4 separate regions of the Mus musculus genome follow, and all the other regions are linked to region 2. Evidence: chromatin contacts called from public Hi-C and Micro-C data. All regions are on one chromosome and are shown on one strand. Each heading gives the region's core, a stretch centred on a gene start, on an enhancer-like site or on the middle of the called end of the contact. The rest is flanking DNA. Distances are from core to core; before and after follow the strand shown. Region 1 holds the start of Galnt18 (polypeptide N-acetylgalactosaminyltransferase 18). Region 2 holds the start of Usp47 (ubiquitin specific peptidase 47). Region 3 holds the start of Mical2 (microtubule associated monooxygenase, calponin and LIM domain containing 2). Region 4 holds the start of Dkk3 (dickkopf WNT signaling pathway inhibitor 3).

Region 1 (4,690 bases), core at 1,678-4,177, 240 kb before region 2:
CGCCACACAGTTCTTGGCTATTCTCCTTATCAGCCCTATCATCCTCAGTTGCACAATGTAATATGGATTATTCAAAAGGCTCTCCCGATGCAAGAGACTTAGACAGTAGATCTACAGAAACATCCCACATCCTCAAGGGCAGGGTCTGATCTCACAGACTTTACAAGTCTCTTACATTTAAGCCCTAAACCCAAGTGCAGGGGCTGTTCTGGAGCCCTGGAGGGCATTGTCTTCATCAGAACACTACTAAAGCACAAGCAACCAGCTAGCCTCTGCCATCTGTCTGCTTCATGCCTAGCCTTTCCCAAGTCACTGCCTCACCCTCTGCAGGTAGTGGCTTTGGCCCTGTCCTCATAATTCATTAATTTCCTACTGTCCAAAGTACAACTAGACTAACACAGTCTGAGGAGGGTCCTTCCTTCTTTCTTTCTTTTTTAGAACATCTCTCCTCCAGTTGATCAGGTCAGCATTCGGAAGTGCTAAGGTCTTCCTGGTAGAAAAATTACAAGTGTTCTCTTTTATCCCCAACTTCCACGATGGTTTTTGTGTGGAGCCTTGTAAGTCATGTGGCATGGCCCACATTGAACATGAGAGGGCCTGCTCAGTGCTGAGCTCCTGAGTTCATGAAATCCTCGAAATGACTCCTGAAGCAGTCCCTTGCTTGCTTCTTTCCTGACTAGATAGAAAAGAACGGGAGAATCCTTTTGAACACATAGACACAGTGGATACATGACAGAAGATCTCTTAAAATCTGTGTGTACATTGGAGATGTCTGAGCAAGGTGCAGCCTTGAGTCCATCTCCCAGATCACATCAAGGGTGCACTTCTCTTGCTGACTAACGTTGAGTCTGACCCCAGGGATAGAAACCCAGTAAGAATGGCAGCAACAGGCACTATGGCACAGTTTGGTCTGTCAGGCTCAATGCAGGGATGAGACAGAGGTGGGTCTGAAGTAAGAGCTTCCAAAGGTCCCTCTTCTAGGGGCCCTCAAAGTCAAGTGCTTGCTTTGTCTGTGTCACCTTTCTGCCCTCAGCGGAACCTCCCCAGGGAAGGAGTCGATCTGGCCATGTGGGAAGCACACCAATTCAGAGTAGTCCTGAGTAAACAGAGCAGGCAGCCTGTAGCTCAGATGGCCTGCCAGGTTTACAGGTAAACTCGCTGGGCCCTATAGGTCAGAAGCCTCCCTGTCTAAGAAAGCAGGGGACACCTGGGGTGGACAGGGAGAATCCAGATTGCTATCACCTGTGAGCACACCTTACTCTAGGAGCCCCGAGCTCCATCCCTTCCCTCTGATACTCACACTGCCCGGGTCACAGCAGGAGACTTCTCTATATCCTACTGTCTCTTTGGACCCAGTCTGGAGACACCCACCCACTGCAGCCTTGGATTTCAGACCCAGCTCCTGTGGGTTTGTCTGCTCTGCTGTGGCTGCTTCCTGCTTCCGCAACTGAGGTAACTGTCCTGGCAGATTGGCCTTGCTAGAACCCGGAAGGCTCTGAAGTAAAGCCGCAGCCCAGCGTGGGTTTTCTCCATCCGAAACAGAAGAAACACCACCACAGTGGACTAAGCTGCTTCTTGGGTTTGACACCTGCTCCTTAGGGGAGGATCCTGGATAGGCAGGTGTGCTCTAGGTGGGGACAGTTTTCTACTTAAGATGCCCCCTGCAGTCCCAGTCCTACTGAGACTGACTGAGGCTGGAGCCAATACTGGGCCGATGTAATTTTCTACTCCGCATTTGTCTTGAAGCTTGCTGCTCCTTAAAACCCACAGTTAGAGTCATACAAGGCATTTCTCTTGTCCCTTACAAGCCCGGCAAATAAGCTCTTTTGCCCTCACATTCTCTCTTGGAAGCACAAACATCCAGTCAGACACACTCCCGGACTAGTGTGAGATCCTGCGATCCTGGAAAGGAGCACCCTGGAATCATACGCACGTTTGGACACGTGCACATCGCGTCCCCATACTGACAGCAAGCTACACACACACACACACAGACACACACACACACACACACACACACACACACACACACACACACACACCACCTGTGCACACGCGTACACAGGGAAGACTCACAGGGCGGCAGACACAAAAGATCCAGGACACCAGTCCTTGCAATCCCTCCAACCACGTAGCTGCCAACCTATAGCCCTCCCTGCAATCGCTGGTCTCCTACGCATTGGCCCCAGCGCATCCCACAAGCAGAACACACTGGGCACTCCCGGGCCTCGCGCCTGGCTCAAGTTTCTCAGGACGCCTGTACCTTGGATATGCTGTTTGATGACATTCTCCAAGTGGTCCAGCCGCTCGATAATTTTCAGGGTGTCCCCTTTATCTTCCTCCAGCTTCTTGTCGGGCACTGGCTCCTGCCCCCGCACATACACGCTGGCGATGTAGTTGGTGACCCAGCCCACGTACAGCAGGCATATGATGTTGGTCATGCCGCTTAGGATCACGCAAGTGGACACCAAAGTTTTGGTCTTCCTGGTACACACCATTCTGGGGTCCTTCCTCCATATAGAGCACCCGGGGCCCCTCCTCGCTGTACACCCCAAACTCCCCCGCGCTCAACCCCCTTGGCACGTCTGGGGTCTCTGGGTGCGCCAGCACCTAAGTCTCTCCAAAGGCGGGTCTCCTGGCAGTGTGAGCTGCGGCGCACAACTTTGCAGCTCCGGCCGCTGGCCACCCTGAGAAAGAGCTCCACAAAGAAAACGAGGTGGGTCTAGATTTTTGTTTTGGGCTTTTCCCCCGCAAATTCAAAATCCCCGAGCTTTTCCCTAGGCGGTCACGGGTGGCCGGCAGTGGCGAGACGAGACCTGCAGGGCTGGGAAACTTTGTCACTGCCAGGGCCCAGCCGCGTTGCTTTCCATCTCCAGTGCTGGCTGCCTGGGAGATGCCACCAGCCCTCCGCTCGCCGCTCAGGAGAACCGCGGCTGTGGCTGCGACCAGAGGAGCGAAGCAGAGCGGCCCGGCCCCCTCCGAGCGACAAGCGCCGCCACCAATCGCGCTCTGGCTCTGGAAAAGGGTCGGGACTGGGCGGCTGCGGACCAACGAGGAGGGGCCAGGGGGCGGAGCCCCGCCCCGCGCCCCACCTGCTGGCAGCAGGCTCCGGTCCGGACACAGCTGAGTCTCCCGCGCCCTCGGGCCACCCTAGGGCCTGCAGATCAGGAACCTCCAGTCCCCGCCCAGGCCGGCAGATTCCACCTCTAGAGTAATTCCCCGCTCGCGCTCCCGCTAAGAAGCCCAAGCTTTGGGGACCAAGATGCTCCTATACCCTCACCTTCCCCAACTGAGGGCATTCTGCTTTTCCACCTGAAAAAACGGACTCCTCGCCTCCATCTCCTTTTTGATAATGGAGACTCAAACCATACAAGTGGCTAGGCCTCATAATGTCCACACCTTATGCTTCTTGAGCCTTTACTCTGCCTCTCTCTGTTGGTCTCCCGGGTGTCACCAAATGCCTTCCGGAAATCTCTAGGAGAGGCATAGTGAATAGTGAGGGTGTCTCTGCAATCGTTGGTCACATCTATGCACTATGCAGCTCCCTGGACGAATTCATGCTCTGGGAGCCGTTACTGCTTATGGATATCACTACACCCCACGTCTAAGGAAGCCTTATACGCAGTATTGGGACAAGAGGATGCAATTCTCCATGACTTGTATAATTCCCACACATTCAGTGTTCATGGCTATCAAGTGGTCGACAGAGCCTTTCTGGAGAGAGGATGTAGAAACACACACACACACACACACACACACAGAGAGAGAGAGAGAGAGAGAGAGGCTCCTGGGTTTGATGCTCCTGTATGTGTTAGTTACATGAGCTTGAGCAAGGGTCAGAACACCATAAGAGACATTTCCCCCATCTATCAAATATCAACAATACCTTCCTGCTTATAAGTATTAAATGAGAGGATATACCAAAAGGGCTTAGGACAGGACACACAGTGGGTGCCCAGGCTCCTGTGGTTATCATTCCAGGATGCAGTTCCTCCCTTCCCGGGTCCAAGAACACCACCTGGCTGCTCAGCAAACCTTGATTTTTCTATTGACCACTCTCAGCTCTTCTCCCCTACTGGAAGCTACAGAGTCTAAGGCTGTGGGCAGCAAGAAGGAGCTTGTCCTCTAGCTGGCTTGGTTCCACCTCATTGGCTTTCTGCTTGAATGTCTTTCTTTACCATCAGCAATTCAGCCACAGGGGCTGATAGAAGGAATGCTGCTGGGCCTGATTGCCCCACATACCCTCAGATTCCAACTCAAGATCCCCAAAACCTTGGTTAGAAACAGGGGCATGGGAGGGGTTTGTGTAGGCATTTACTCACCACCCTCTGCAGAATTACAAGGTCAAAGGCCCCAGTATCTCTGCAAGCTCCCTTTATAAATGGTTCTTGAACATAGATTCTTATCTTTGGCCCTCAGTTCAATTGTATTCAACTCAACAGGAACTCAGCAAGTTCCTGACATTTTGTCTAAATGACCAGTTGCCTGGGACACTTGCCCAGTTTGCTCTAGACCTATGGCTGCGGTGTAGGCTTCAGTCTCATCGGGGGCCTCTTTTCTAAGCATGGAGAGCTGTTCAGTCCAAGGAGGTTCTCGACTTTCCACTTATGTCACTCGTCTAACCCCAAGCGTCTTCCCACTTTGCCATTTAATAAGTCCTGCCGGGAGCTTCACTATCAGGCCCCTTGAT
Region 2 (4,945 bases), core at 1,810-4,309:
CTTCAATCTGGCTTTTCTCTCAGTCTCTGAAATGCTCTGCTTAGCCTCAAATTGGCTCTAACAATCTTTTCTAATCTTCTGGCTCCTTCTCATTCTCTTGCTCATACTGCCTTTACTTAGCTTGTTCTCTCTTCAATCTGTCTCTGGAAAACTCTGGGGGTAAAACTGCCTCCTTCTCCGTCTCTGTGCTGCTCCACTCTCCCTCTCAACTCCACTGCACTGCTCTCCAGGAACTCTACTGTATTCCTGTGCTGTACTCTCTTCTTGAGACATCCATCTCAATAAATTAAATGAATAAATAAACAAGAAAAAATTAAACCTTATCAATATTTAGTCCATAGATCAACATCAGCATCTCACTATTCTTAAGTGAAAAGTATGTTCTCTGCAATGTGGGTAATAGTTCAGGGGTTCTTCACTTTATTGCTTCTTGGTATATTAAGATTTAGTCCATGTCAATTCTCTCATTATGTTTGCTAGCTTTATGTCAATTTGACACAAGCTAGAGTCATCTGAAATGAGGGAACCTCAATTGTGAAAATGCCTCTATAAGATTGGACTATATATATACAAGGTGTTTTCTTAATTGGTGATTGATGGGGGAAGGCCCAGCTACTGTGAGTTGCTGGCAGTCTTGGTGCTATAAGGCAGGCTGAGTAAGCCATGAGTGTAGGCCAATGGGCAGCACTCCTTCAGGGGCTCTGCATGAGCTCTTACCTGTTCCTGCCCTGTTTGAGTTCTTGACCAGACTTCTTTCAATGAAGGACTATGCATAAGTATAAGTCAAATAAAACCCTATTCTGCCAGGTTGCTTTGGGACATGGTGCTCCACCATGGCAATAATAACCCTGACTAAGATACTTGCTATATTATTATTTCGTTAAATCAACTTTTACCAAGATGAAAGAATCCAGAAAGGATTTCACGAAAGAGGTCATGAGTGTAAGCATGAAGGAAAAAAAGGAAAACTAGAATGGCACCTAACTTCTAACAAGGCTTCTAGAGAACCAGCTCACTTAGGAAATGGAAATGGCATGCGTGAAACAGATTTGGACATACTCCCACTTTGTGATTTTGTCCAAGATGTGCCAGCCAGGGGGACCGTGGATATGCAAGTTGAGTTATTCACCTTTAGAACAATTTACATTTCAATAGTCAAGAGAATCTTGATGCAGTATTTCTTAAAAGTCTATGATGAAGTTTCAAACATTTACATATTAAGGCTGAAGAGATGGCTCAGTAGTTAAGAGCACTTGTTGCTCTTACAGAGGACCCAAGTGACTCACAACTGCCCATAACACCAATCCCAGAGCATCTGGTGCCTCTTCCAACATCTGTGAGCTGCATGGTTGTGGTTCATGTACACTCTGATACACACAAAATAAAAAATAAAAAAAATTAAACACTCTTCCCAAACTCATCATATGTATGCTTAAACATGAAGACAGACTTTTTTGGCCTTTTCAGAAATCTGAGTAGTGTATTTAAAGAATTTTTAGTCTACTTGGATTTTTGTTTTTATTTTGTTGATTGTTTTGGGAGAAGGTATTTGACTGTTCTGGGAGAAGGAGGTAGGGATTGAATTCGGAACGCTCTGTATGCTTGGAAAGTCCTTCACCACTGCAGCCCACCTGTTAAAACATAAAAATTCTAGTTGACATTAGGAAAGATGGAAAATTAGTAGCTGAATTTCAACAAAACCCTTTGTATGGCTGGAAGCTGAAACAGATAAAAATGAGCATTGTATTAGTAATAGTAGTTGAAAATGCACTTCTTCCATTAGGATCAAAATCTTTGTGGGTTACCTTTTTCAGCTTATGACAGCTATTAAAGCCAAGTACAGAAATAACCTGAACACTGAATCAGATATTTTAATAAGTGTTTCACAAAGAATTAGCTTTTAAAAAACTAATGAAACCTAGTCAATCAGAGTGCGTTCACTAAATATTTTCAGTAGGGTTAATGGATTTTTTTATACCATTACTACTTAAAATCTCGTTTATTTTAAATGTCTGTCTTTGCTATAATTTTTAGAATTTGTAGATGTTTTACAGTGCCACAAATAGCAGAATTCTAATAAATCTTACATAACTGTATAGAGAGCTTTTCTTGGGTGTGGGGTGTTCAATAGTAACAAGTTTGGCGAACCAATAGCATAGGTAAAGGAGTTGGCGCTGTGGATGCTGGGTACATGGCACAATGGAATTAACTCAGCAGGCTGTAAGAGGACTAGTTTGCCAAAAGTCTTCATGAAAGACGTCTCACTGGGTCTTCATAATGGAAGGAGTGCGGTGAAGGAAAATGACTAATAGGAGATTTGTTTGGTCAAACACATGGTATTTACCGTCTGGGGAGATTACAAAAAAAAACATATTCAAAAGGACAGCACAGGTTGAAGCGCACCACAGCTCTGCTCTCAAAAGGCTCCCTCAGACTTGGCCCTGTAGGAGGATGACAGCAAGCCACCCAGAAGGGTGCAGGGGAGCACCTCTAAGTGTAGTGACCCCTCTTTAAGGGGCTCCAGGGGCTAGCTGATGGGCACCGAGGTCCCTAAGGAGAGTGGGGCGGCCACGAAAACATGACAGACGAGGACCAGAGCCTTGAGGGCGAAAGCCAGAAAGGCGATTTCTCTACAAGGCGCGTTGTTTACCAGCTCGAGGCCAAAGGTTCCTCAAGTGGGGCTGCAGCGGGGTCGCTGGAGACCAGGAAAGAGTCTGGGGACTGCAGGGCTGAAAGGGGGGCTTTGAACTGGAGCTCGTTCGTGACGCAGGGGCCTCGTCCCTCCCTCGGCCGACAGAGGGAGCCGGAGGATGGGAGGACCGGCTTCCCCGTAGTGAAAAGCGCCTACACCGGCTCTCAACCAGCGTAGCGCGGCGTACCCCGGGGCTGAGCAAGAGGTGAGAAGATCCCGAGCTCACGACGGCCGCCTGCATACCCCAGGCGCCAGACGCCGGGCCGCGCGCCCACTGCGTTGAATTCTCGCGAGAGCGGCGGCCGCCATTTTTCCATTGATTGCCGCGGGCCGGGGGAGGGGCGGCGGCGGCGGCGGCAGCGGCGGCGGCAGCAGCGGCGACGGCGGCGGCGCCCTGGGTCGGTGTCTGCGCGCTGGTGTCTAAGGCCTGAGCGGAGGCCTCCTCAGTTGCTGGAGCGCAGGCGGCTGGGAGGATGACTGTCGCTGCCGTTCTCTCCTGAGACACAGCCGCCGCCACCTCCACCAGGCCCCCGCAGGCAGGGCGGAGACGAGCGGTCGGAGTCTGAGCGATGGTGCCCGGCGAGGAGAACCAACTGGTCCCGAAGGAGGTGAGGGGCCGGCGGGCCAGACTAGGCCCGAAGCCTGCGGTCCGCTCGAAGTCGTGCAGGCCCCGAGCGGGAGGCAAGGCTAGGGCCGGGCAGGCGTGGGGCCGGGTGGACGGTGGGCGCGGCGGGCAGTTGGAGACCGCTGGTTCCCGGGGCCACGTAGCCGAGGGAGAGCTCCGGCTGCGAGGGGCTAACGCATCAAAGACTGGACCCGAGGAGTTGGGTTCTGCTCCCGGGGGTGGGGGGGAGTATTGCGGAGAGAAAGTGGCCTTTGAAGTCCAGACTTCACACACGTCGAGCCGAGAGAGTTAAGAGAGATCGTTTCAAAGAAAACATTCTGGAACAGTTGCCCGTGGGCAGGACGGGGTGACGGTGCTGCTTCTGGGGTTTGACAGCGTATAGCTTACGGGGCTTGTGAAATCGACACCTAAGTTGAGATCTGTGGGAGGGCAGACTTAACTGTTAAAGAGTTGTCGGTCTCCCCACCCCCCTCCCCCCAGCCTCCATTCCCCCTCCTGTTACTTCGTAGTACTATCGGCCAGCCTAAATGGGGCCTACCCAGGATCGTTGAAAAAGTAGTTAAGTGGGGCTTGAACGGGAGGGTAAGAGATAGCCGAGTTAATTTCACCATATGGAGAGACGAAACGTTGTTTTTGTGTGTAATTTTGGTCTTTTTCTGGTGTTGCCAACTTGGGTGACTTAAATTCTTAAAAGCGAGTGACATAAGACTCCCGGACTTCTTGGCTTCCCTTGAACAGTCAGTAGTAGAAGATTAAAGGTAGAATCCTGCACTGGCCAGTGGATTTCGACATATTAATAGTCCGTTGGCTTTATAAATATCCTCAGCATATTCAAACATGTATTTTTAACTGCTGGTCGTCAGGCTTAATGCTTTGGACTTTTATATCTCATATACCTTAAATAGATGCCAAGTGTTAAGTTGAAATTAGGATGGTAGGATCTTGATATTTATACACGATCATTTCGGATTCCTAAATGTTTAGGTTTTGTTTGTTTGTTTTTTAATTGTAGCAATTTGTTGCTACACAGACAACCCCTGGCACAATGCAAAGTGACTTTATTTTGTACCTGAATAGTTAAAATTTCCCATCTTTCCTTAGATGGATAATAAGTTGATTTTTAGGGTTTTGTTTTGCCGTTTTGAGGTAGGATCTTACTATGTGGACTTTGAAGTACAGACTTGGCTGGCTTGGAACTCACTTGTAGATAAGCTGGCCTGGAAATTCTTAAGAGGTTTCCCTGTCTGTCTCCCCCGATGCTGGGATTAAAAGTGTGTGCTATCAAACTCAGTGGAGTGCCTGTTTGCTGTTTAAGGCTGAGTTGTGTGTGTGTCAGTATTTTATCTGTCAGACATCTCTAAGTCTCAGTACAGCAGATAAGCACGAACTAAAGATCTTGCCTCTGGAACAGTTTCAACAACTGAGAGTTAGGAAGTCGGGAATGTGAGTCCTCCTATGGTCCAGTCCGGCATTTTGAACTTTGTACTAAGTAACAAGGAAGGAAGGAATAGGTTTTACGAGAAAGCTAACCTTCATTTCCTTTGGTGCTGGTTTCCAATCTTAAGAAACAAAATTAACCCTTAATTTCCAACATTTAGAAAATAGAACAACAAGTACAACCCTGCATA
Region 3 (5,289 bases), core at 253-2,752, 200 kb after region 2:
GTCATGCAATTTCCTAATTAAGTAATAACTTAAAAAGGCAGGGCCAGGTCATTCAGGTCGCCTTTCCCTGACAGCAGCCAGATGTGAGCTCTATAGTGTGCTCAGATCAATTGGCAGTTCTTCTAGAGATCTTACAAGTCCAGGGTTCTCGGAGGCCCAGGAATGGCTATAGAGGCCTCACTTCACGGTTGTGTATGTTGACTTGGAATCAGTTCCCCGTTTAAATACAGACACGTTAATATGCACACGGTCTTGGTAAATGACTCTGTATTACAGATCTCAGTTCCCCCATCTGTGAAAGGGGATGAGGATATTGAAAAGATCAATCTCTAGGTCTGGGTTTAAATGAGATGATGCATGGAAGGTGTTCATTGATTGGTGGTGACATGGTTAGAGTCCCACCAGAGTCAAGTACTGTCCCTCTTAGAGTCAGTGATGAGTTTTGCAGACTGAGTGGGGTTGAGTACCAGGTATAAAAACGCATCCACAGAAGTGGAGTGAATCCTAAGGACGCTGAGAGGCAAACTCTGAGAAACCCCAAGGCCTGGATGATGGAAACGCAAAGAGTATAGAAAAAGACGGGCCCCAGGTTTGGGGGTGGAGGAATTGCTGCCTGCACTTGCCTGGCCAAGGGGCATGCTCTCCAGAGGGTGGTACCCGGGGAATTCCAGCAGCCTGGAGTCATGGTACTGTTTGCCTTCGCCGCCCAAGCCTGCCTGCTTTCCTCCCGCTGGGTCAGCTCAGTTTCAAGAACATTTATGGACTCTGCATTGGGCCAAGCTGAATGATGGGCTGCGGGCCCCAGGGGTGAGTCAGTCCACTTGAATCCTATTTTCACTGCTGTCGCAGTGTCCGTATGAATTTCTCAGGACTTCGAGCCCGAACCATTCATTCAGAATTTTCGCTGAAACTGTGAGAGGCATGGTCATTCATGAAAGCGATCAGAAACAGGGGTTAGCCATTCGACAGCCAAGAAAGAGAAAGTGCGAGCGACCCAGTCAGTGCGATTGGTCTGTGTCACTACCCCATTTCCCACAGCTTTAGCCCAAGCAAGGCCAGTTCAAGAGAAGACCCAAGCAAGGAAGATTGCATGCAGAAAAGCAAGAAATGAGGGCCCAAGAAGGCCAGGCAGTCCTAGAAGTCCTTTGCTGTTCCCTCCAGTCCAGAAGGGACAGTGAGGCTGTCTTTCCAGCTGCCTAGGCAAAGCTTCGGGAGGCCCAGCTTTCCCCTCTCCCTGGACACCAGAACACCAAGGCCGGGTGTTCGTCTCATAGCAGCCCAGGGCTGGGTCTTCGACCTGTGGCCAGGGTGGGAGCGGCTAGGGCAGGGCTTCAGCCCACGTGCGTCCGAAGCTGCAATGGTGACAGCAACCCCCAGCCTGGTACTAACTGGGAGGGCGCTGGGGTGGGTTCCGCGCTGCATGACCATTGGTCGCGCGTCTCAAGCATGGGGTGGAGCCTCGCCTTCGGAGGCCCTGTCATTGGCCGAACCTCGATGGAGGCGTGTCCCAATCGGATCCTCCGCGGCTCACAGAACCGCAGGCACCCGGCCGGCTCAGCCTGCGCCGGGCCGCCTCGCTAGCTCCGGGCTCGGCAGGCGGCCCGCTGGGTCCCGGATTTCTGCGCCCTCAGACAGAGGACAAGAAAGGCAGGTGTTGACCTGAGGCCTGGAGGCCCGCGAGACCTTGGGTAAGACGGAGTGGGAGAAGGCTCCGGGGTGTGCGGGAGCGGGTGGGGACTGTGCCAGTCCCGGCTGGACTCCGCGCCCTACTGGACGCCCCGGAGGGTCAGGTGCGGCAGTTCCGTCCGGGATCTCAGACCCACCTGCGGGGTGCGCCGTGGGCTCTTCACCAATCAAAACTGTCATTCTAACCTCAGAAAACCCAACACACGCGCATAGTAGGCGCCCTTCAGCAGCAGGGTCGCCTGTCATCGTTCAGGGGAACGTCCCCAAACTTTGCTCTGTGCGATCTAGGCTCCCGTACCTTTCCCATCCTCTAACAGAGCGCCTTGCTTATTTTTATTTTATTATTATATTTTTCTGCTTCCTTTCTTCTCCTCCCTCCTTGATAACAGGAAGTTGGGCCAAATGTCAGTGGCCTGGCCAGCGGCGGGCTGGAACTCGGGCTGGTTGCTTGGCCGGTGGCGACGCTCCGAGGGTCCTGCGCTGCTGTTCCCTCTAGCTTGGGACCCCTGACAGCCTGTGCTTGTCCCTGCCCAGGAGCATCCTACCCTCGTGTCCTGCTCTGTCAGTGGCTAGCTGGCCCTGGGCTGGGGTCTCCCTTGCAGCCTCTGCCTGCTGCAGCTGTTCGGAGAGGGCGGGGTTAATTTATCCCAGGCCAGCCTCAGTCTTAGCCTCACCCTCACCGGCGGAGCTGGGAAGGGCCTGTACTGGACCGGGAAGAGGCGTGTTGAAACCAGAGTACTCTCCTGTCTCCTTCCACATTGTTTATTCTGGGCCTGGGTTTCTAAAGCGGAAAGAGCTCTCGTTTGCAAGGCCTTTCGCTGTCCACTATGTCTTAGGTGGTTTAGTGGGAGGATAAAGTCAGTAGCCCTTATGGATAGACCCGGAGAGAAGAAAGCTGGAGGTCAATTGGCCTTCCGCATTTGCCTCCTGAGTTCTCAGGTACCTGTGTCCTCTGCGTGCCAGCAATCTCCGCGAGGGGTGGGGGTGGGGGCAGTGGACCTAAAGCGTGGGACACCAGGATAGCCCCTGTTCATGTCCCAGGGGTTTCAAAGGTGATCAGTGCTGCCTTCTTCAGGCACAAGGAAGAGGGCACAGGTTGGATCCCAGTAGTTTCTCCCCCAAAAGCTTGTGTTGTGTCCTCTCTGTTTTAGGGATCCGGAAAGCAGTCCTGACTCTGTGCCTGCTTCCCACCAGTTGTCCTGTGGCAGTGGGAAGGAGCTCTGGGCGCATGTGTCTGGAGCCCCTGGCCTTTGAGAGATTCTGGGGACCGCAAAGCACAAGGTGCTTGGCCGGACCGCAGGAAGCCGGGATGCGCTGCGAGCTGCTCCTCACTGTGTAGTCCCCTGCAGAGGGGCTCTGGCTGAGTTCTTTGTGATGAGAGGGACTGACTGTGATGCTGCCTTGGAGGAAAGTCTCCTCCCATTGGCTTTACCTCTGTGGGCCTGGCTTTTCCAGTGATCTTGAACTGAATTCATTGAAATAATTTTGACCCTTAGGAACTTCAGGGTTGTTCTTTCTGCAGTGGGGTGGGGCAGGCTTTGGCTTCTTTTGTTTGCTGGGTGATGGTAACCTACAGTTTCAACAGCCCCATTCCTAGGAGCTGCAGAGAACAGCCCCGATCCTCCCATCCTGTGATGGGAAGGTAGTGGTTTCTCTCCACCACGTCCTCATCTCTATCTGGGTTTGCCTTCCAGGCATGGGCCTGACTCTGCTCACTCTCCACTGCTGAATGGTAGAGGTTCTGCCTTCCTGGATGAGGTCTTGGTTGGGCCAACCCAGCCTGGATTGAACATGGCTAACCCAAGTCTGTGGAGTGCTAATAGTCCCTTCTCCTTTAAAGAGCCCGAAAGAGTGTCCCGAGACTGCTCATTCTTTACCTCATGAGCACCTCCACATTAGCCCTCTGTAGTAGTTGGGGCCACACCCATTTTATGGGTGAGAGAAGTGAGTCACAGAGAGATTGCTACTGGTCCCAGCAGACTCTAGAGTCTCATGATGATTCCAGCTTCTAGGAGTGGATATGTGGTAACGTCGGCCTGGAGGAGGCAGAAGCAGGAGGATTGCTGAAAGTTTGGGGCCACACCGGTATATCTAATGAGTTCTAGGTCAGCTACAGTGGTCTCAAAAACCAAAACCAACAGGGCAGTAGTGGTGCACACCTTTAATCTCAGTACTTGGGAGACAGAGGCAGAAGGATCTCTGTGAGTCTGAGGCCATTCTGGTTTATAGAACAAGTTCCAAGACAGCCGGGGCTACACAGAGAAACCCTGTCTCCAACCACCCTCCCTAAACAAAACAAAAGAAACAAATAAAAACCAACCAACCAAATGTAGAAATATAATATATATCTAACATATAATATATATTTATAAATATACATATAACTATATTTTTTTCAGAAAAATAGGATAGTGTAATGAGCCCTGCCTGCCCCTTCCCAGCTTCCCCAGCTACTAAAACAATGCCGCGTTGTGCTAACTCTATGGCTTTCTCCTTTACTTTTCTCTCTGTTCTTTTTTGTTGTAAACTTCCATTTATTGTCATTTGTTTGTTTACTATGTGTGTGTACATGTAAGGGTACGTGTGACACAGTTCCTGTGCAGAGGTCAGAGGACAATCTGGGGGAGTCAGTTCTCTCCTTCAGTCAGGTATGTGGGCCCCTGAGATTGAACTCAGGTCCCTGGACTTGGCAGCAAACCCCTTCACCTGCTGAGCCATCTTGTTGGCCCCCTGGATTTTTCTTTCTGAAGTGTTTTAAAGCTGATTTCTGATGCCATTCTTTCTGTCACTTTTTTTCTCTACACAGTCTAGCACACATCACCTAAAAAGAACATTCCCTTGTAAAACTGTGGTCATTGCTGCACAGGACAGAGACAGTAGTATCATATAGTGTCACCTGTCTACATCGAGATAGGCACACGGGCCTGCTGGTCAGGAATACCATCTCCAGCTGTCTGTCGGAGTGCGGATCCGTGCATATTCTGCATTCGGCCACTAGTGTCTTGCTTCTCTCTATGAGCAATTACTCTCCGTTTCAAGAGCTTATCTCTCCCAGGAGCACAGTGAGCCTCCGGAGACTGGGGTCCACTTCAGTCCCTCTCTGGATCCTCAGGAACAAAGCCTGCACACAGCGGACACACAGCAGCACACAGCTTGCCGAGCATCTGCTCAGCGGCACCGCAGCCACTCAAAGGGCGTGTTCTGAATGAGGGGACTGTCAGGGGCTCGTGTGACTGTGGTGCGTGTTTGGAATGGTGACTTGCTCATGCACGTGTGGCTGTCAGGGCAGTGAACGTCAGTCCATAAGCATCCTGAAATCATAGGAGAGTTATTTCCAACAGTCACCCTCGCCACTTTGGTCTGTGGTGTGGAGCCCAGATGGCCACGTGTGTGCCCTGAGCAGCAGCTGGCCTTGCACATCACACGTGGCTGACAGCTGCTGCTGAGGTCACTCTGTTCAAGCTTTGAGTTTAGTTCTATGGAGACCAAGTTGTAACTCTGACACTGAGCTGCGTAGAGAGCAGGGTTTCCCCCATAACCCCTAACCCCCACCCTGTCCCTTCTTTGAGCAATACATCTCTGAAGACTTAGAATTTTACTTTT
Region 4 (4,972 bases), core at 1,636-4,135, 140 kb after region 2:
CCAACAGTCCTTAATTATAATGACCTCATGAGGAAGACACTTGGTCTATATCTACCTGCTTTTCTTATACCAATTTTTGACCAGGTAATTTGCTTTTCTAGAATCTTCTCTTTGATCCAGAGGTGTGTCAAAGATTTTCTCCAGTCTGGACCCTGAATCCCATCACTAATTAATGGCAGTGCTGGGACTGAATGAAAGGCAGTTGGTCCCCACTGTCTAATGCCCCCTTTCCCATCGCCACAGCCCATGAGGACAATCTAGGGAAAAGGCCACTGACTTTGTTAAATGTGACGATCAATGTCTTTGGTTTGCAGCCAATCTGCGCAACTGAAGCAGAAATGTATCCAGATGAGCAGCAGTGGAGCCATGATAAAAATTTCCATGGGAAAAGTGCGGCACTAAGATCCGATGGGGTCCTAAGCTGCACTGTGGCCACAGAAACCAAGCAGTCCTCATTGGACGCAGATCTCAGAGAGCCCTGCTATAAACCTTCTCAACTGTGATGGGCACTTCCCAGTGAGCTAAAACATGGAAGTGCTGTTGTCAGTGTTCCTGGAAATCCATGTGCACGGGGGGGGGGGGGGGGGAGGGGGGGGGTCCTACAACCCAGGTAAGGACAGCAGGAGCCCTGACTTGAGCGAGAATGGTCAGGAGCTCCGTGCAATCTACAGCTACAGAGTTGGGGGCTGCTGGGGTCTGGCTGACTGCCCTCCTTCAATTATGTTACACACAAACCATTCCATAAGCTCAGAAAACCTACAGGCCTGGCTGGTAGATATTCAGGGGTCTGCTCGTGTCCCTGCCTCCCAACCCAGTGTTCCCTGCAAAGTCATCAGGCTGGCTTGGGGAATGGAAGGCAAAATACACCCAAAGGACGAAAGGCTGAGGGGAAATCAACCTATTCCAGCAGGCGGTGGCCAACATTTAGAACTACCTAAGGTGGTTACCACAATAGAGATGGTAAACACCCAACCCACTTGTCTGTTCACTGCAATAGCTAGTTCCATTCAGATCCAAATCCCCATCTCACTAGGTGCCAAGGACGGCTAGCCTAATATGCTGATCAAGAAGATTCAGGCCACTTTCAACATGGTTGGAGGCCATTTTAGGAAACAGAGCAGGGTGCCATGCAAAGTGTTGGCCCCTGGAAGATGAGGAACCAAAGTTTGGCTCTCATCTGCCAAACTTTTTGGGACTTCGGCTATTCTCACAGGAAACTGAGGTCGGGCTGCTAAATGATTGACCACGGTCCACCTACTGTTGAGTGGCAGAGAATCTGAACCTTGGTCTCCAAAACCCACTGGGTGTAGGTGAATAGGGTTGCTGTGAACACCCTCATGCCCTCCCTTCTGACCACTCACTATGGCATGGTCTTAGGACTTACTTTAGTCCTCCTTCGCTGCCCCACAACACATTTAAGGGAGCCAGACAGATTGCCAGCAGAGCTCAAGATTCTTTTCCGCATGACTAGCGTCCTGACTGTTTCTTGGGGAAGATGGTACAGGCTCAATGCCCAAGGGACACGTTGGAACTTGAAGCTGTCTGCAGCTGCCCCAGCCTCTGCAAACCCATTGCGCTGAGACACCCGAGTGGCCCCAACCTCAGCTCAGCTCCAACAGGGGACAGCCAGCTGCGACACAGTGGCTCCTGCTCCTTAGGAAGAATTCCACCAAACCTCCCTTGCTGGACAGGGATGCATTCAGACTTTCGGCAGGCAGACAGAACCGGCTGAGAGTAAGAATCACCCAGCGCTGCACTCAGGGCACTCCACGTCTGCTGTCAGGCCTTTTTTCCAGCTCTGCACAAAGCCAAGTCTTTGGCCAGTGCTGCAACCATCGCTAGAAATATCCCCCCCACCCCACCCCCGCCAAGCCCCCGGCCCACTCCCTTTCTCATTCTCGCACTTTCAGAGCCAGGCGCCCTCAGGGTGCACCCACCTCCTCCACGGCACTGCGCAGTTTGTGCTGAGTGTCTTCCATCAGCTCCTCCACCTCTCGAAACATCTCATTGAGCGTAGCTTCCTCCTGAGGGTAGTTGAGAGCTGGGCCCGGCTCCGCCGGAGTCCAAGTGACCGTCGGGGAAGGAGCAGGAGCAGTGGGGACCGCCGCCGCCAGCAGTGTACACAGCAAAATACCCCCGAGCCGCTGCATGTTTGTTCCGCGCTGGCCGCCGCCTGTGTGTCCCGGAAAGCTATCAAAGACTGCAGGACCACCCCTCTTGCCCGTCCCGCCCCGCCCCGCTGCTCTGCCCGCCCCCAGATGGAGCGATACCCAGCCCCCTCCCAGACTCAATCCCTGCTGGAAACAGTGGTGACCACTACTCCTCTCCAGCCTGGGTGCCCTCTGCACTCTAAGCCCCCAAACCCCGTTCTAGTACCCAGGAAGAGCTCCACTTGACACGCTTATGGAAACCCCAGCTCCGGAACCAAGGAACTCAAGTCTTCTACTCTTAATAGCAGACCACTTGCCCGAATCAGGAGACATTATCTGGACTACGGGTTCGAGTCCCGTCCCTTCCTTTACTATTTCCCCATCAATTCTATTACTGGGATCTCTTGGACCCTGACACAGGCTCAAGCCTCTCCTAGCCCCAAGCAGAGATCAGCAGAGCCCTCCTCCCAGTTCATCCTCCTCCCATCGCGATGCAAATGCATGGAGCCCCCCATCTCTAACTAAGGGAGACCCAGCTGGGCTATCTCCACGACGATGACCACCGCTCACCCAATTCGAATGAACAAAGCTGAGCTGCAAGCTGGATCTGGTCACGACCGGTAGCTGGGCTGCCACAGAGCAGCTGGAGAGGCACTGTGTGCGGCTAGGATGCAAAAGCGCCTGTATCCAGAAAGCCTGCAGCCTGCGCCCCCCCAGTCCACCACGCCTCCGCCCGGCGGGAGGGGCGGTCGCACAGCCAATCGCTCTCCAGGCCGTCTGCGACCTCAGCTCACTCCAGCCTCTAAATCCTGGGAGGGCCAGTCTGCAGGAATCTATCCTCTTCCTGGCAGCCCCCTACCTCCGCGATAGCCCAGGCTTCTACTACATTTTACAGCCTTCTTGAGTCTCACCTTGCTAGCTCTAAGCCTGCCTCTGCCTTGGACGCAGTCCTAAGGGATGGAATCCCAGCCCCTCAGCCATTACAAGGTAGTCTAGACAGTACCCAGCCAGGAAAATCCACTTTTGGCCATGAGAATGGGTCAACAGAATGTCAGCAAGTCCCTAGACAGGCGACATAGCAAAGTAGCTAGGATGGACACCAACAGTCCCAGTACTGCCAAACTAGTATGGTCTGTAACGTAGCTTGATGTATGCTGCAGGCTACAGCTGTACATGTAATTCCTACTTAATACGCACGATTCATGAAGAGGGGTCAGGGCTTGAAAATGGGCTGTGTACCTGAGATAGCAACCTGGTCTATTGACAGTTATCTCTTCAGTGCCTAGAAAAGGGGTACTAAAAAATTAAATTAAATTAAAAATTTTTTTAAAAAGTGTTTCCGAAAACCCTTCTCCCACTTCTTTATCTATCCTGATTCTTCCTCATCAGTTTCCCTGACATCTCTCTCTCCCCTCCCCTCCCCTCCCCTCCCCTCCCCTCCCCTCCCCTCCCCCCTCTCCGCATCTCCTGATCTTTTTCTCATTTCTTCCCTGTGCTGGCTAATTTTTTGTCAACTTGACACAAACTAGAGCCACGTGGGGAAAAAACACCTCAGCTGAGAAACTGCCTCCATTGGTTTGGTCTGTCCGTTGCAGCATTTTCTTAACTGCTAATTGATGTAGGCGATCCCAGCCACTAGGGGTGATACCACCAACAGGCAGTTGAGCCAAGGCTGTGTAAGAAAAGTGGCTGAGCAAGCCAGAAGAGCAAAAGACAGTGACCTTCCTCCATTGGCTCTACCTCACGTCCTGAGCTCCAGGCCTGGCTTCCTTGATGCTGGAGTATAAACCTGTAAGACGCAATGAACCCTTTCCTCCCTGAGTGGCTTTTAATCATGATCTTTATCACAGCAACAGAAAGCCAAACTGGAACATGCCTCATCTGTCCTCTGGGGTAGCTAGCACAGGTCACAGACTCACTGGAGTCTCTTCACCAGCCCCTCCCCTGCCACCCACGAGGAACCAGGAGCTTGGTTGTATCTGCAGGGCTCCAGGCCTACACACCTGATCCCTGAGAAACGAAGTGGGGTGGGGTGGTTAGAGCAATAGCTGCTGGTACAGCACTACGGTGACGTGGATAGTGACAAGCATTATCCATTTATTTATTTATTTATTTATTTAGTTAGTTAGTTAGTTAATTAGTTATTTATTTAATTTATTTATTAAGTTTTACTCATTGAATTCTCAGCAGCCTTTTAAGGTTTAAGCCTTTTGGTCTCAAACAAGAACCCTTCCTTAAGATCTCAAACTAACAAGGAGTTAGATGGGGATTTGAACCCAGTAAGCCACCTCCAGAGCTTCTACTACCTTTGAACACGATACTCCTTTGCTACACTTCGGCTGGGAAGTATCTGAGGTGTCTGGGAGCAGAAGATGAGCAATTTCCCTGGGAAAACATAGAAAATAAGTGTCTGCGATGGTGACTGCTGTGTCATGTCCATACACCTGAGTCCACAGCAGTGGCCGCTGAGAGGAGGCATCCCTGAGGCCTTCTTCCTACTAGGCAACTGCTTGCCATTGATTCGAGATGTCCGTCCTGTTCTGTAGGCAGAGAATGGGAATGAAGACTCAGAAAGGCCAGGCTACCACTCAGTGACGTAGACCTGCCTCTGGCCAAGATGGGACACCCAGCCACTCCTCAACTGGCAGGCCTCTAAGTAGAGACTCATAGAGTCCAAGGAAAGCTCCCTCCCAGCATGCTTTGCTCTGCCCTCCTGGGTGTCTGGAAGGCCCTGCTCAGTTGCTTGTTAGCTTGCTGGAGATGGCTGACCCTGTGCAAGGAGCCTTCTACTTAGGCTCTAGATGTCCTGCCTGTCACTGTGC

The links. A called contact is a pair of places that touch in the nucleus more often than the background predicts.
Region 1: a Micro-C map of embryonic stem cells shows a contact between it and region 2, with 2.7 times the contacts expected there. The contact joins the promoter of Galnt18 here to the promoter of Usp47 in region 2. A contact is called at or near these places in 4 of 39 promoter capture datasets (the 3T3-L1 cell line, 3T3-L1-derived adipocytes, epiblast stem cells and 1 more), 8 of 484 Hi-C or Micro-C datasets (the HL-1 cell line, cortical neurons, embryonic fibroblasts and 4 more) and 2 of 115 datasets of contacts at active chromatin or transcription factors (bone marrow-derived macrophages and cardiomyocytes).
Region 3: a contact with region 2 is called in a Micro-C map of embryonic stem cells, with 2.7 times the contacts expected there. The contact joins the promoter of Mical2 here to the promoter of Usp47 in region 2. A contact is called at or near these places in 7 of 484 Hi-C or Micro-C datasets (CD4 T cells, cortical neurons, double positive thymocytes and 2 more), 3 of 115 datasets of contacts at active chromatin or transcription factors (effector CD8 T cells, memory CD8 T cells and pancreatic cancer cells) and 3 of 9 other capture datasets (adipose tissue, liver and pancreatic islet).
Region 4: a contact with region 2 is called in a Hi-C map of nephron progenitors, with 2.5 times the contacts expected there. The contact joins the promoter of Dkk3 here to the promoter of Usp47 in region 2. A contact is called at or near these places in 7 of 39 promoter capture datasets (the 3T3-L1 cell line, 3T3-L1-derived adipocytes, the HPC-7 cell line and 3 more), 1 of 15 datasets of contacts at CTCF or cohesin (pro-B cells), 17 of 484 Hi-C or Micro-C datasets (the Ba/F3 cell line, CD8 T cells, the G1E-ER4 cell line and 11 more), 8 of 115 datasets of contacts at active chromatin or transcription factors (the 230-238 cell line, the HPC-7 cell line, the NIH/3T3 cell line and 5 more) and 1 of 9 other capture datasets (liver).

Annotation. Positions count from the first base shown.
Region 1 is chr7:111,777,050-111,781,739 of GRCm38.p6, forward strand. Galnt18 (polypeptide N-acetylgalactosaminyltransferase 18) reads right to left here and starts at 2,928. Exons shown (of 11, transcript NM_001360903.1): 1 at 2,264-2,928. The coding sequence starts at 2,498.
Region 2 is chr7:112,020,447-112,025,391 of GRCm38.p6, forward strand. Usp47 (ubiquitin specific peptidase 47) reads left to right here and starts at 3,060. Exons shown (of 29, transcript NM_001357952.1): 1 at 3,060-3,300. The coding sequence starts at 3,262. It also overlaps Gm3960.
Region 3 is chr7:112,224,334-112,229,622 of GRCm38.p6, forward strand. Mical2 (microtubule associated monooxygenase, calponin and LIM domain containing 2) reads left to right here and starts at 1,503. Exons shown (of 26, transcript NM_001193305.1): 1 at 1,503-1,688.
Region 4 is chr7:112,156,246-112,161,217 of GRCm38.p6, forward strand. It overlaps Dkk3 (dickkopf WNT signaling pathway inhibitor 3), which reads right to left and starts at 2,886. Exons shown (of 8, transcript NM_015814.3): 1 at 2,721-2,886; 2 at 1,938-2,173. The coding sequence starts at 2,150.